3 separate regions of the Mus musculus genome follow, and regions 2 and 3 are each linked to region 1. The links are chromatin contacts, called in public HiChIP or PLAC-seq maps. All regions are on one chromosome and are shown on one strand. Each heading gives the region's core, a stretch centred on a gene start, on an enhancer-like site or on the middle of the called end of the contact. The rest is flanking DNA. Distances are from core to core; before and after follow the strand shown.

The links. HiChIP or PLAC-seq counts read pairs in DNA pulled down with a chosen protein or histone mark.
Region 2: an H3K27ac HiChIP or PLAC-seq map of embryonic fibroblasts shows a contact between it and region 1, with 27 read pairs. The contact joins the promoter of Epb41l3 here to the enhancer-like site in region 1. A contact is called at or near these places in 3 of 39 promoter capture datasets (the 3T3-L1 cell line and hippocampal neurons), 1 of 15 datasets of contacts at CTCF or cohesin (the NIH/3T3 cell line), 19 of 484 Hi-C or Micro-C datasets (the 3T3-L1 cell line, the C2C12 cell line, cerebral cortex and 8 more), 4 of 115 datasets of contacts at active chromatin or transcription factors (cardiomyocytes, embryonic fibroblasts and embryonic stem cells) and 2 of 9 other capture datasets (adipose tissue and pancreatic islet).
Region 3: an H3K27ac HiChIP or PLAC-seq map of embryonic fibroblasts shows a contact between it and region 1, with 10 read pairs. The contact joins the promoter of 2410021H03Rik here to the enhancer-like site in region 1. A contact is called at or near these places in 1 of 15 datasets of contacts at CTCF or cohesin (the NIH/3T3 cell line), 3 of 484 Hi-C or Micro-C datasets (embryonic fibroblasts and ventricular fibroblasts), 3 of 115 datasets of contacts at active chromatin or transcription factors (embryonic fibroblasts and embryonic stem cells) and 2 of 9 other capture datasets (adipose tissue and pancreatic islet).

The regions. Positions count from the first base shown.
Region 1 is chr17:69,220,549-69,224,673 of GRCm38.p6, reverse strand. All of the region lies in intron 3 of Epb41l3 (erythrocyte membrane protein band 4.1 like 3), which reads right to left. Among named protein-coding and RNA genes, the nearest start is that of 2410021H03Rik, 55 kb to the left of the region's middle. Within about 2 kb of position 2,168, at least 58 of the 459 cell types and tissues checked have an H3K27ac peak or open chromatin away from gene starts, as enhancers often do. A contact at or near this core is called in the C2C12 cell line, embryonic fibroblasts, embryonic stem cells and 2 more, where this site is marked.
Region 2 is chr17:69,157,156-69,161,280 of GRCm38.p6, reverse strand. Epb41l3 (erythrocyte membrane protein band 4.1 like 3) reads right to left here and starts at 1,925. Exons shown (of 23, transcript NM_001355734.1): 1 at 1,240-1,925.
Region 3 is chr17:69,275,046-69,279,170 of GRCm38.p6, reverse strand. 2410021H03Rik (RIKEN cDNA 2410021H03 gene) reads left to right here and starts at 1,965. Exons shown (of 3, transcript NR_045428.1): 1 at 1,965-2,111; 2 at 2,976-3,045; 3 at 3,265-3,809. The region is part of intron 16 of Epb41l3 (erythrocyte membrane protein band 4.1 like 3); the gene reads right to left.

The DNA of each region.
Region 1 (4,125 bases), core at 919-3,418:
ATTTAAGGCCCATGCTTAACTCTTTATGCGTTAAATAGGAAAGCACTCTACCAATGACACAGACAGAACTCTTCTACCATACGTATCTCATGGATCTTATGGTCCTTCGGTCTTCCCCTCCACCTCCTCTCCTCACACCAACGATGCAAACGCACCCAGTGCTTGCTCCACACAGCATCTTATCTGCCTGAGGGATGGAAGCTCTGAGCAGTGAGATGTAAATATTATGTGTGTGCAATATGGATTCTGTAAACCGGAGGGCAGGAAGGGAAGTGGAAGTGTAATTACACCCCATGAAAAACACACTAGTGCTCCTCCACTCAATCCCACCTTAGATCGCACCGCATGGACGACCAGCTCTCTTTGATAATTAATTCCTACCTGCCAAGAGTAGCCGGAGAGCCATTTATCATGCTCAAGGATCTGGGCCACTCTGGTGGAGTCTTCACTCCCAAGGACGCATTTATCGCCAGCTGACGGCTGTCGGCCCTCTATCAAAACCTAAACTTAGAAAGACACGGAAGAATCTAGTCCTCAAAGAGCCAAACCGTCTCCAGGAAGGAAAGCTCCCAGAGAGCAAAGTATCTGTCCCAACACAAACTAGAGAGCCGCGGCCTGGTTTCCAGCTCTTTACTGTTCCCAGCGGCTTCTATTGTGTTTCTCATTATTTTAAGAAAACTCAGCTTAGTACCGAACTCTTCAAGAGATGAGGGGCAGAAAGAAAGAGGCCTTGGCCTCTCCTTGGCTCTGACAGGCAGGTAGAGGTCGACCTACAATTTCAAAGATACCTGAAATCTAACTGAACATGGTAGAAGCCTCTACCCATGCAGGGTTATTAGGTACGACAACACACATGACAACAACTCGAGGCTTTGTGGAGAAGAATGTTCCACGCAACCTTGAGAGGCACTAAGGATGTAGACAAAGCAGGGTGACTCCCTCATGTGGTCTCTTCTTTCTCTGACCATCCTATGCCATCTGAGTAGTTCCTTACCTAAGGGGAGAACTGCAGTTCCTCACTTACCATAAAAGGTGACTCAGCACACAGAGAGGCAGCAGGCATGCTGGGATGGAGTGTGCATAATTATGCCCACAGCATGTCCAAGCTTGCTCAGCACCTCCTGGTGTCTGACAATGGGGTCCCCTGGTTGCAGCAGGGTCACTGTGGCTGTGTGAGCAAAGGCAGGGTAACTGTTTTCCCGGGCAGCTGCTCCATCTCTCCACTGTCTGGTCAGAGGGCACAACAACTTGGCGCTCTCCTGAAATTGTCGAGCATTTCTAAAAGTGCTAATCAAATGGTTTGCCGACTGGGGAATCCTGATGCTCGTTCCTGGTTTCAGCAATACTGGAAATGGAGAGCCACGGGGAACTTCCTTTCTCAAAAGGTAAAACACACTGCCCAGTGTCTGATACAGTACAGTGATGAAAGCGGATTTTCAAGACAGTATGAGACGGAGATGATTCTAGTTCTATTTAAAAAAAAATCCACCAGCTATATAGAGTAATATATATATATATATATATATATATATATATATATATATATATATACTTATTCTTAAGTACTTTCCAGAAGGATATGCTTTATGCTGTATGGAATGCCCATGTCACTAATTTAGGGAAGCGTTTGAACTTGCAAAGTGCTGCAGATCAGTCCCTGGCATCTGGAGAGCATTCATTCTCTCTGTTTCTTACGATGACCCTGAGCCTGTGTTTTACAGATGGAAGAAGTGAGGACTTTGAAGGGTAAGAAACACACTGGAGGCAAAGGCAATATGTGACCAAGGTGAATAATGACACACAGCTTTCTGAAGGCTGGGACGCTGGAGCTCAGCACTCAATTCTTCTATAGAGTGGGCTGGGAAGACCTCACTAAGACTGTAACAACACCCTCGACTGCTTTTATTCATCCTCCTCTTTGCAGAAACTCAGCCCTCCCATTGTTAGGGTATTTATATGACCTTCAAAAATATATTTTTAAAGCCTGGATATGTGTAACTACTTGAAATAAAATGCTAACTTATGCCCATCTCCTACCAGTGAACGAGATGAGAGACGATGTGATTTTTTCACATCCTGCTTTAATGAACTCTAGATGCCTTCAGGAGTCTGTCATGAGACAGACACAGCAAGTTCCTCTCAATAAGCCTTTAAGAAAACACGAGGCTGTTAAGTTGATTTCACAACTTCGGATGGCCCTGTTTGTGGAGAAACCAGCTGCTGTCAGCATGTCTCACACAAAACCCAGAAAAGATGGCCAGACGGCTATAAAGAAAATCCAGGGGCAGGGAGGCAGCTAGTCAGTGAAGTGTTTGTTTTGCAGTGTGAGGACCTGAGTCCGATATTCAGGATCCACTTAAGAGATCCCAGAAACCAGGAAAGGAGAAAGAGGTGGATTCCTGGAAGCTCACAGGTCATGCAGTCTGGTGTATGTGGAGAACTGCCAGGTCCGCGAAGGACTGGCCCTTGAAGTGCCCTCTGGCTTTTCAGAAACCTTGCAAACACCCTTCCCCCAACATGAACCCCAGACACCTTCCAAATCAACCCATCAAACAACAACAAAAATCCCTGGCAAGAATGATTAGCAATCCTTTCTTATGTAGCTAGAGCGGTGGCCTCGCATCCAAAAGACAGTTGGCTTTATAGTAAACACACCCTGAGCCTGAAACAAGGGGCCAAACCAACCACTGCTAAAATTTACTTAGTTGCCAGTAAATGATAACTAGTGAGAGAATATGCTATGCTGCCATTAACAAACTGAGGGGGAAATCTATTAAATTTCACCAGGTAGCATTTCACCAGGTTTTCATGTTTTGCATCTCCCAATGAATTATTTAGTTGAGAGCTAACAACACTGGACGAAGATGTTACCATGGGAAATCTTTCCTTTGTGTCTGCTGCTGTCAACATAAACAAGATCACAGGAGTAGTTCAGCCACAAGGGCCTCATAAATCCACTCTGATGTTTTCCTCGAATTTGAAAATGTTTCCAAACCAATAATAGCCCCACTTTTCCTTTCGCAATAAAAGCTGAAAGAACGCGTTACCCATCTCAATCTGCCAATCAGATGCTGGACACCAATACAGGCGAGTGAGCCAAACTCAGAAACTAATTCCTGCCAATGTGTACTCTGTACCACAGCAGAATTATCCAGAGTGTAACATACTGGGAGCTGGGTGAGTCACTTGGTAAATATTTTACTATCCTTACGACAGGCCCCTCAATAGCATGCCTACCTGGGTCTTTCCTGGATGTCCATCTATATTTTGCTGAATTTAAACATACACACATGCACACACATGCATGCATGCATGGACACGCTCACAAACTAAGCCAAATAAAAATAAAAATCTAGAGACTGAACTCTGCACCATGTTCTCTTGTGTCCCTAGGAACAGAACTGTGGTCAAAGAGATTACAGGTGTCACTTGTAAGGTGTATGATTTGGGGACAAGGTTAAAATAATTCTTCTCTGAGGCAGACTGAAATAATGGAGGAGCATGGCCCTGAAGAGGCACAAGCTGCCACCCCCAGGTGAGCTCCATCAGTGTGAAGACTTATCTTCATCTCATAGCTGATGCCAGCGGGCGACGTCCCACATGTGCTGACGGGCCAAACGTGTACCCATAAAAAGCCAGGCATTGACTTAAGCCCTCAGCTGACAGCAGTGATAATCTGGCAAAGTAGTAACCTGTCTCTCCTGGGGAAATGCTGGGATTATGAAATGAACTGGTAATTGACTGGGAAAACGGAACAGGAAATCACTCCGTGGTGACATGTTCCTCTCAGGAAGGTGAGGCTGGGAAATCCAGGCTTGATGGGAATTGCGAGTGATAAGGACAGACCCCACCTGATACAGTCCCAAGCAAAGACAGAACCTTGCTCCTCACAAGGGCTGGAGGACTTTACACATTTTCTCTCCCCATCGGTCTTCCTCTTCTCAATGAAAACAAAAGGCAGTGTTTCAGAGCTCTAGCCACCCCATCCTCGGAGCTCAGAGAGTGAGCCACACTGGTCCTGGCCATTCATTTTTCAGAAATAAGCTTTAAGAAATACTGGAGACTGCCCTGAGACTGATGTTACACTCTTGAACAAGTTCTGTTCAGAGTCTCAGCTCGCCTGCT
Region 2 (4,125 bases), core at 676-3,175, 63 kb after region 1:
GTCATAATTGTTTCTTATTTGGTTGCATACATACCGAATGCATCAGGAGTTAGAACTGTTTGTTTCAGGGATAAAAACCCAGGAAGAATAAATCCTAACCCATACCATGCACTCGATCTAGTATGATTGGAGGAAAAACAATAATCACAGGGAAAAATTTAAACAATGCATTTGTTTTCTAGGCTTAACACAAGACTACCTCCATGTGTGTGTGTGTGTGTGTGTGTGTGTGTGTGTGTGCATATGCTTATGTTGAGTGCACATATGTGTGGTTTGTAAGAAAGTCTGTAAGAACAATGTATCAAAATGTCAGCTATCTTAAAATTAAGTTGTCAGCCTTTCTTCCATACTGCAAATTACAAAAGAATTAGGGGTTGGGAGCTAATAGAAGCTTCCAGTCCTGCAGTGTGCAATTTAACCAATCATCGCAAGGTCTAAAACCACAGTACCGAAGACATTTCACCAGTGATCTGCAGGCCTAGCACCTAATTTAGACTTCTCTACCTCCACTGTTCTCAAGTCCTTTTCTTCTCTCTGCTTCAGGAACGTGTCCTGGAATAGCCGAACCTTTGAGTAGGAACCACCCCGACTTCCTACAGTGCTACCTCATCAAGGTGAAATCATGGCAGTCATCTTTGCAAAGACCCAGACAGAAGACACCCGAGACTGATGCGTGGCTCTTCCCTCTGCCCTGATGAGATCACACTAAGTTCATAAAAAGCAGCTAATATACTTTATAGGCTATGAGGTACGTAGAGTATAGGAGCACTCGGGACCTGAGCGTCCTCTGACCCCCTGTTAGATGCTAATTTGGACCAGACATGTCTCCACACTAGAATTCTCCAAGGATTAAAATGTCAAATTACAAAATAATATCAGCAAATAAAGCAAAGTTAGAATGGAAACTAATTACCCACAGATCATGGCAGATAGCTCCTACACCTGTGACACCTCTAGCTTTTCTATTTTTCCCCAGTTGTGAACAGCAAGCACATTGCGTCAAACCACAAAACAGCATTGCCAACTCAGAAAGTATAAAAGATACGAGATATTTTAAAGATGGCACTAATAACCTAAAAATGAAAAAAATTTACGCATGATATTGCAATAGTACAATAGTGCAAACAGGATCAACTACAGGCTTAATAAATTTAAAAGCCTGACTTGCTGAACCCCACAGTATTTTCTTATGGGACAGAAATATTCGAAGATTTTTACCACTTCACATCCATACGATACCTTGTTGTGCTGTTCACGGTGAAAGCCTCATGAAAGGCTTCTGCAGGCTTCGATGGGACTCCAATGCTTCTGCCTGCCCCACCCTGTTTTCCTCTGAGCCATAGTGATGTCATAGCCCCAGCCCAGCAATGATGTCACTGTCCGGGCCCTGTTTCTGGGGACATAATCCTTTATAGCCAGGACAAATGCAATAGCAGTGGAGCCCTTCAAAGGGCCCTGAGTGTCTGATGAATTCCCATCAAATGAGCAACTAGTGGTGAGCCTTCTGAAAGGACGGGGTGCTGAAGGTGAACTTGATTCGTGGCTCTCAGTGGGGAGTTTATACTCCATCATAAAGCTCACACTCAGAGGGGAGTGGAATTCAGAAAAGACTGTGAGGACAGAATTATGAAGGACAACCAGAGTACTCTACTTAAGAAAATTCTCTTCGCTATACTTGAATTCTCACCCGAAAGGAAAGATTTCCCAGGCTACTCTTGGAGTCAACTTTCACTGCCATGGAAATCGCCGATTCCCACCTATCCATTGTAGAATTCCCCTCAGTGTATGGGAATGCCAGGGTGGGAGGACAGGAGTGAGTGGGTAGGTGGGGGAGCACCCTCATAGAGGCAGGGGTCCAAGGTAGGGGATAGGGGGCTCCCTAAGGGGAGACCTGGAAAGGGGCAACCATTTGAAATGTAAATAAAGAAAATATCCAATCCAAAAAAAAAAAAAAAAAAAAAAAAAGATGGCTGTGCATCCTACAAGCGAAGAAAGCACTGATGAGCCAATCCCTCCACACTAGCCTGAAAGGACAGCATCAACAGCTCTCTGAGGTCACAGGTTGTCACCTCACTCCTACCTCAGTGCACCCTTAGTGGCTTGGCCATTGGACTTAGAAACCTTATCATTTATTTGTGATTACTTTATGTGCATTGTTGTTTTGCCTGCATGCGTGTCTCAGTGAAGATGTTGGGTCCTCTGGAACTGGAGGAATGGATGGTTGTGAACTGCCATGTGAGTGCTGGGAATCAAACCAGAGTCTTCTAAAGAGCAGTCAATGCTCTTAAGCACTGAGTCATCTCTTCCAACCCTGCCTTTGGATTTTTAAAAAAGCAACACACACACACACCCCAGATCCAGTCAGAGAAGTAAACCTGAATCTTGTATTTCCACAGAAATCAAAGTTGGCCTTGGTCCAAGGACCCAACGGGGATTGGCGAACGCACTCTCTAAACCATATTTATGCCTAAGGAAATTCTCTAAAAAATTAGATGTAAGTATGTCATTGGGACAATGGCCTTTGCCCCCTAGCTCTACAATCCTCGGCCTAAAGGTGTTTACAAGCGACAGAGGCCACTCTTCTGGTTTCCGATCAAACCTCTCGAAACACATGCTCTGTTTTTGCAAGAACTTGCTGTGCGCGAGATCAGTTCATGCAGTGGCTTGTGCTTCTAATTATCTAGCTTTTTTTCTAGACCATTGGAATAATCATAGTGTAAATAATTCAATACTCACAGCCTTCAGCTTATTCCATCGGGGTTTTGGAAACTAACAAAGGAGAGGCATGCTTCTTCAATTTGGAAATTATTTCCTCTCACGATAACTTTGTTACTCCAAACAAAGGTTTAAAAAGTTGATGCCACAATGACCATGCAATTCAAAGACAGCGGTAAAAGCACTGAGCAGAGTCAATAAGGATCATCAAATCCCTCCTCCTCCTCCTCCTCCTCCTCCTCCTCCTCCTCCTCCTCCTCCTCCTCCTCCTCCTCCTCCTCCTCCTCCTCCGCAGGTTCACTCCTTCAAAGCCCCACTTAACTCTAACGGTGCTGCATTCATGGCCTCCGGATATACGTGGAGTTCCATCATTTTTGATTCATGGGGGCTTTAAAAGGCAGTGTAAGGCGCAAAAAAGAAATTTCTTTTGATCGCCGGATTTGATGAGTCCTTTACTTGGTTAAGTTATGCTACCAAGAGTAACCCCCAGAACATCCGACCGCCCCACAGATCCCCAAACGGGCCCCTGAAAACCCCAGCCAAGGATGTCTGCAAAAGCAATTCCATAAAGTAATGTAAAAAAGCTGAAACGCCAACTTAAACACGTAATGGAAGCATTGCGTTATTAGCAGGATTGCCTGGCCCTCTCAGGACTGCCCAGCCTCCATGCTTAATTAATACCACATGTTCCCTTTATCATTCGATTTGTTCTGTAGCACTCTTCCCAACTTGAACCCTGGTCTGCAAAGACGGGAAGGTAAATCGCCCCCCCCCCCCGACCCCCAAGAAAACTTCAGATCAGTACATCTAAAAGGAGAAAGAAAGCAAGAATGTTCCCACCAGAAGGACCACACTTACAATCTGCGAGGTAACCACACCCACCGCATTGCAGAAGCTGTGAACTTGGCACCGGGTGCAGGGGGTAGGGGGAAGGGGAAGAGTAGGGCGCGATTAGAGAGAGAACCCGAAAAAGCAAGCCCTCCCCCCACCCCCGGGTGCAGGAGCCTGGGTGCACCAGCCGCAACTAGCAGGGACCGGAGTCCTGCGGTCCCCAGCCTCCCTACCCCGACCCCTCCAGGCGACCCGCAGTCCCGAGGGCGCCAGGTGAGCCGCGCCCGGCCGAGTGCTCGGCTCTGCAGGCCGGGGCGCGTTCCCGCCCGGCGCAGGGAGCCGTCCCAGGGGCGCGCGGCCGGCAGGTGCCCAGGCCCGGGGCAACCTGGCTGGCCAGTAGCCGGCCCGAGGTCGCCGGCCACTCGAGGGAGAGGCAAGTTACGTAAAAGCGGCCCGCCTCGCCGTGGAGCCAGGATGCTCCGAGACCCGCCGCGCCCGCCCGGGGCACGGACGCAGCGGCAGCCGCAGCCTCGGGGACGCACAACCCCTCCCGCGCACAGCCCCCGGCCTGGCGCCGCA
Region 3 (4,125 bases), core at 716-3,215, 55 kb before region 1:
TCACTGAGATACATGTTATCCCAAGATAAAAGCTTGGGATTCAAAGTCTGGCACCTAAACAGCACTTTTCAGGAAACCTCCTCGCTTAAAAAAATAAACCAACAAAACCCCAATTTTAAAAATATGTGCCTGTTATATTGGAAACCTCAACAAGTCACATTTAGAACCGTGTGTCAATAACAGAAACAGCTAACATTGGAACCCAACCATTGTCCCTACTAATGAAGTGACACCATTGTCCCTACTAACGAAGTGACATGCTTGTGATGAAGGTGAAGCCTGGACACAGGTGTCTCCATTACAGCGCAGAATACAGTCACGTGCACATGACAGCCATTTTATTGAGTTATGGACAAATTACTCTGCAATGTACTTGGATGCCAAGTCCAAAATTCGTAACACTCATCTCTGGATTTGTAAGGTTTCCTACTAGTAAATGTGAGAGAGTAGATGCATTTGAAAACATATAAGCTGCAAATAATGGGAATCAACCCATCAGTGTCAATCTCAAAGCTGAGATATTAGGCTCACTACACGTACTGGGCTCACCATATCATACAGGAAGTGCAGGCCAAAGACAACAATACTGGTACTGCACAGGTATTAACACTGCTCTTTTAATTGGGATTTGGAAAATCTGGGTATCCAAGAAAGCGCTAAAGAGTACAACTCTAAGATGTGCTTAGCCTATGTGGCATGAACGGGGCCACTTTGGGGACTGTTTGTGCCCTGTGCTGCCGATCACATGCCTCTTTGATGTTAACTGATCTGTATGCTAATGTTAATGGGGACTTGGTTGTAGCCACTGCTTTGGGGGCACGCCTGCTATTTCTCTGCTGTTCCTTCACTCAGATGTTTGAAACTTGGAATCATTGGCAATCAAAGTCCAACTTAACATAGAGCGAACTCATGATATTCTCAGAATAATCATTACCAGTCACTGCATAGTCACTATTAGTCAATAATCCTCATTATTAGCTCACTAGACAGTTAACTTCAGGATTTTCCAAATTGTTCATGAATGGTAGCATCTTACAGAAATAACAATTAGCATTCAATCACTATAGATTAAAAAGAAGATAACATTAAAGATTTGATGTTATTAAATTTTTTCTCAACACATTTTTTTTCACTGAAATTCATCAAAAACCAACACAAAGCCGAAACCAATTACATCGGGTCGTAAATTTGAATCTAAGTCTCTGCTTAGTTCTGATACAAAATAGCGCTATTTTATTTGTGATGCAAATTTAAAAATAAATTAAATATTTCTAAGTAGACACAACTGGGCTTCTTTCTGCACTGGATAATTAAAGTGGCCATATCAAATAACAGAAAGATACCAAGTAGTGGATATTGTTTGAAAAGTGGCCCCCATCCAAAATAAAACTGATTGCCTATAAGTCTGTAAACCAATCTGCTCTGTACATGCCTAGCGTGAGGCTAAAACAATTGTCTGCTTTTCAGAGAGCCAGAAAGAAAGCCAAGGTGTAAACATAGCAATTGGAGTTGATTCAGACAATAGGAATGTTCCAACTGCTCCTAGGGCTATTTAGAGGGCTCTCAGCTGGACTACAGACACTGACAATTGTCTGGGGAACCCTGGGAGCCTAGAGGTCGCTCTGCCTGACCTAGCTGTCTAGGGAAGCAAAGAGCTTGGGCCATCTGAAAGATGAGATCCGAATCACCCCAGTTACCCAGCATGCATCATTCTCAAGCTCGGTGTACCCAGACCAGGGCCTCCTGAGTTCATCTGTGTAACACAGCAATGGCATACGGTGTTGTGGATAGCCCTGGGGCTAATTATATTTGATGTTAATTCTGTTCTCCTGTGAGGGTTGTGAACAAGTAATGAGTCAGCACTCAGGTGATTTCCTGTAAACCAGCTCCCCACCTTAATTTGTAAAATAAAGGCGAGCTGATGATTGGGCAGATAAAGGGGAAGGTGGAGCAGAAGGTAGAGGGAGAGAAGGAGAAAATGGAAGAGGGAGAGGACTCAGAGGAGGAGGAAGAAGAAAAGCAGAGCAGAAGCACATGGTCTGGAGAAACTGCAAGTTCTAAGGGGTCTCATAGATGGAAGAGATGGTCGAGTAGTGGGAGATCTGCCCAATGTAGGCTCACAGCATGTATTCATATTAATTGAGTTGTGTTTTCATTGCGGGGCATATCTGGGTTGGAGAGATTTAACGCAACAATATGGAACTCCTGCACACTTTAGCAGAGAGTGAGAGTAGTCACAAGCGCCAGCTCTGACCGCCTTTTAGCTACAAAGGGATGTTTCTATTGGGTTATGTTGAAAAGGCCTTTCTGGGCTGTCTCCACTGTCTGCTTGCACACAGAAGGCATGGCTATCTAGGGAACATTCAGAGCGGTCTGAGCACCATCTCCTTCGATTACTAACTCAACACCCTTCCCGAAGATTCAGGAATAACAGGTTTTAATCAGTCTTATGGCTTTGACTTTTAAAGTCTGTGTTTATTAACATCTCCTATTGCCCAAATTATCATTCAGAAAGGCTACCAACTATCTACCACTTCCTCCAGTATCAGCATGGAAAAAGAAGCTTGGCTTTTGTTTTTCTTTGTTTTGGTTTGGTGCCTGTTTGTTTTGCTTTATGTATTTATAACTCGAGCCAGTGTCTAACATTTTTAGAGCCAGAAAATCGTATCCAAAAGAGATAACAGAAATAGAACATTCCAGATTTGAAAATTACCATTAAATTTATAATGGCATAACTGGAGAGTGACTTTTTTTTTTTAAAGTGTGTTTGCTCATGCTTGTTGTGCGTGTACGCACATGCACATGTGTATTTGTACGTGATAGAGGCACACAAGTGTCACGGCATGTATGGGTTTTAGTTCTTGTCTTCTATCACGTTTGAGGCAGGGTCTCTTGTTGTTTACTGCTGCGTATTCCAACCCAGGTGGCTCTGGAGTTTCTGTGTACTCAGTGGTTTCTGGCTCTTTTCGTGGCAGGGACACGGCCGCCACATCTGGCTTTAGAGAGCATTTTGGAGAATCAAATTCCCTTCCTCAGGATCGCACAGTAAGTACTTTATTAATGGAGCCCTTTCCTTGGTTGGTCAGTGCTGTTCCAGATAACACAAAGACGATAATGACTAAGTCAACAAATGTGAAACTCTGTCTCCTGGTACTTAAGCAATAGAACCAGTGTTCAATGGCACAGGGAGACTCTGGTGACACTACTTTTATTTATTCTACCTAAAAAGAAATCTTCTTCAAAGTAACTGGAATGGGTGTCCAGCTCTTCTCTTTTCAGATGGACTGGCTTTGTCGTGAATACAGTGATGACGGGATACTGGCCCTGGTGATAAGCAAGCAGTGTTCAAAGGAGGGGAAGAAAATGTCATACAATGGATGTAATTTGATTCTTATTTTCTCTGCAAGGACTTAGGAATGCATATACACGATTGTGTAAAGGCTTTCTCTCACACAACAGTTGGGAGTTTTAATTTTCCACTCGATCACAGCTTCTTGGGCAAGTATCTCACAGTAAAAGGATCTTGATAAGGAGGGCACTTTCCAGAAACAATTTATTTTGAAAGAGAGATAGCAGGATGCTCTCTAGGGGGTGGCCAAATGGTCACTACACAGGCAAAGTAAGGGCCCTGGGGTGACATAGCTGTCCCCACTGTGTCATTTAAAGTCAGTTTTCTTATATGGGAAAGTTTTACTGAGAAGGGGGCTTCTCTCACTTAAGAAAAAAAAGGAGCCAACGATTTAGAATTAATTGAAATAACCAGTTACGGTTAAAATAAAAAACATTAAATTAAATAAAAGCCCAGGATTATATGCCAGAGGAACGTATGTCCTGACTTGCTCTCTCAACTTCCGACCTCCCATTTAAACAGCAGTCTCCTCAGGTCTCACTTTCGCATTAATGAGAAGAAGGCATGAGTGTTTATGGGCGCTTCTCGGTGTAGGAGAAGTAAGTGTGTTTACCGAAAGCATCAGTTCACTAAGCGATCATCAGCTTCTCCTAGGTATGAAACTGGGGGGGGGGGGGGTGTCCAGGTAAGAACCCAGCCATGTGCTCTGGAGCCTTCCTGCGCTTGCCTGTCATTAGCCCAATTAGAGGCTGAGTCTTATTCTCTCCACTCTTTAG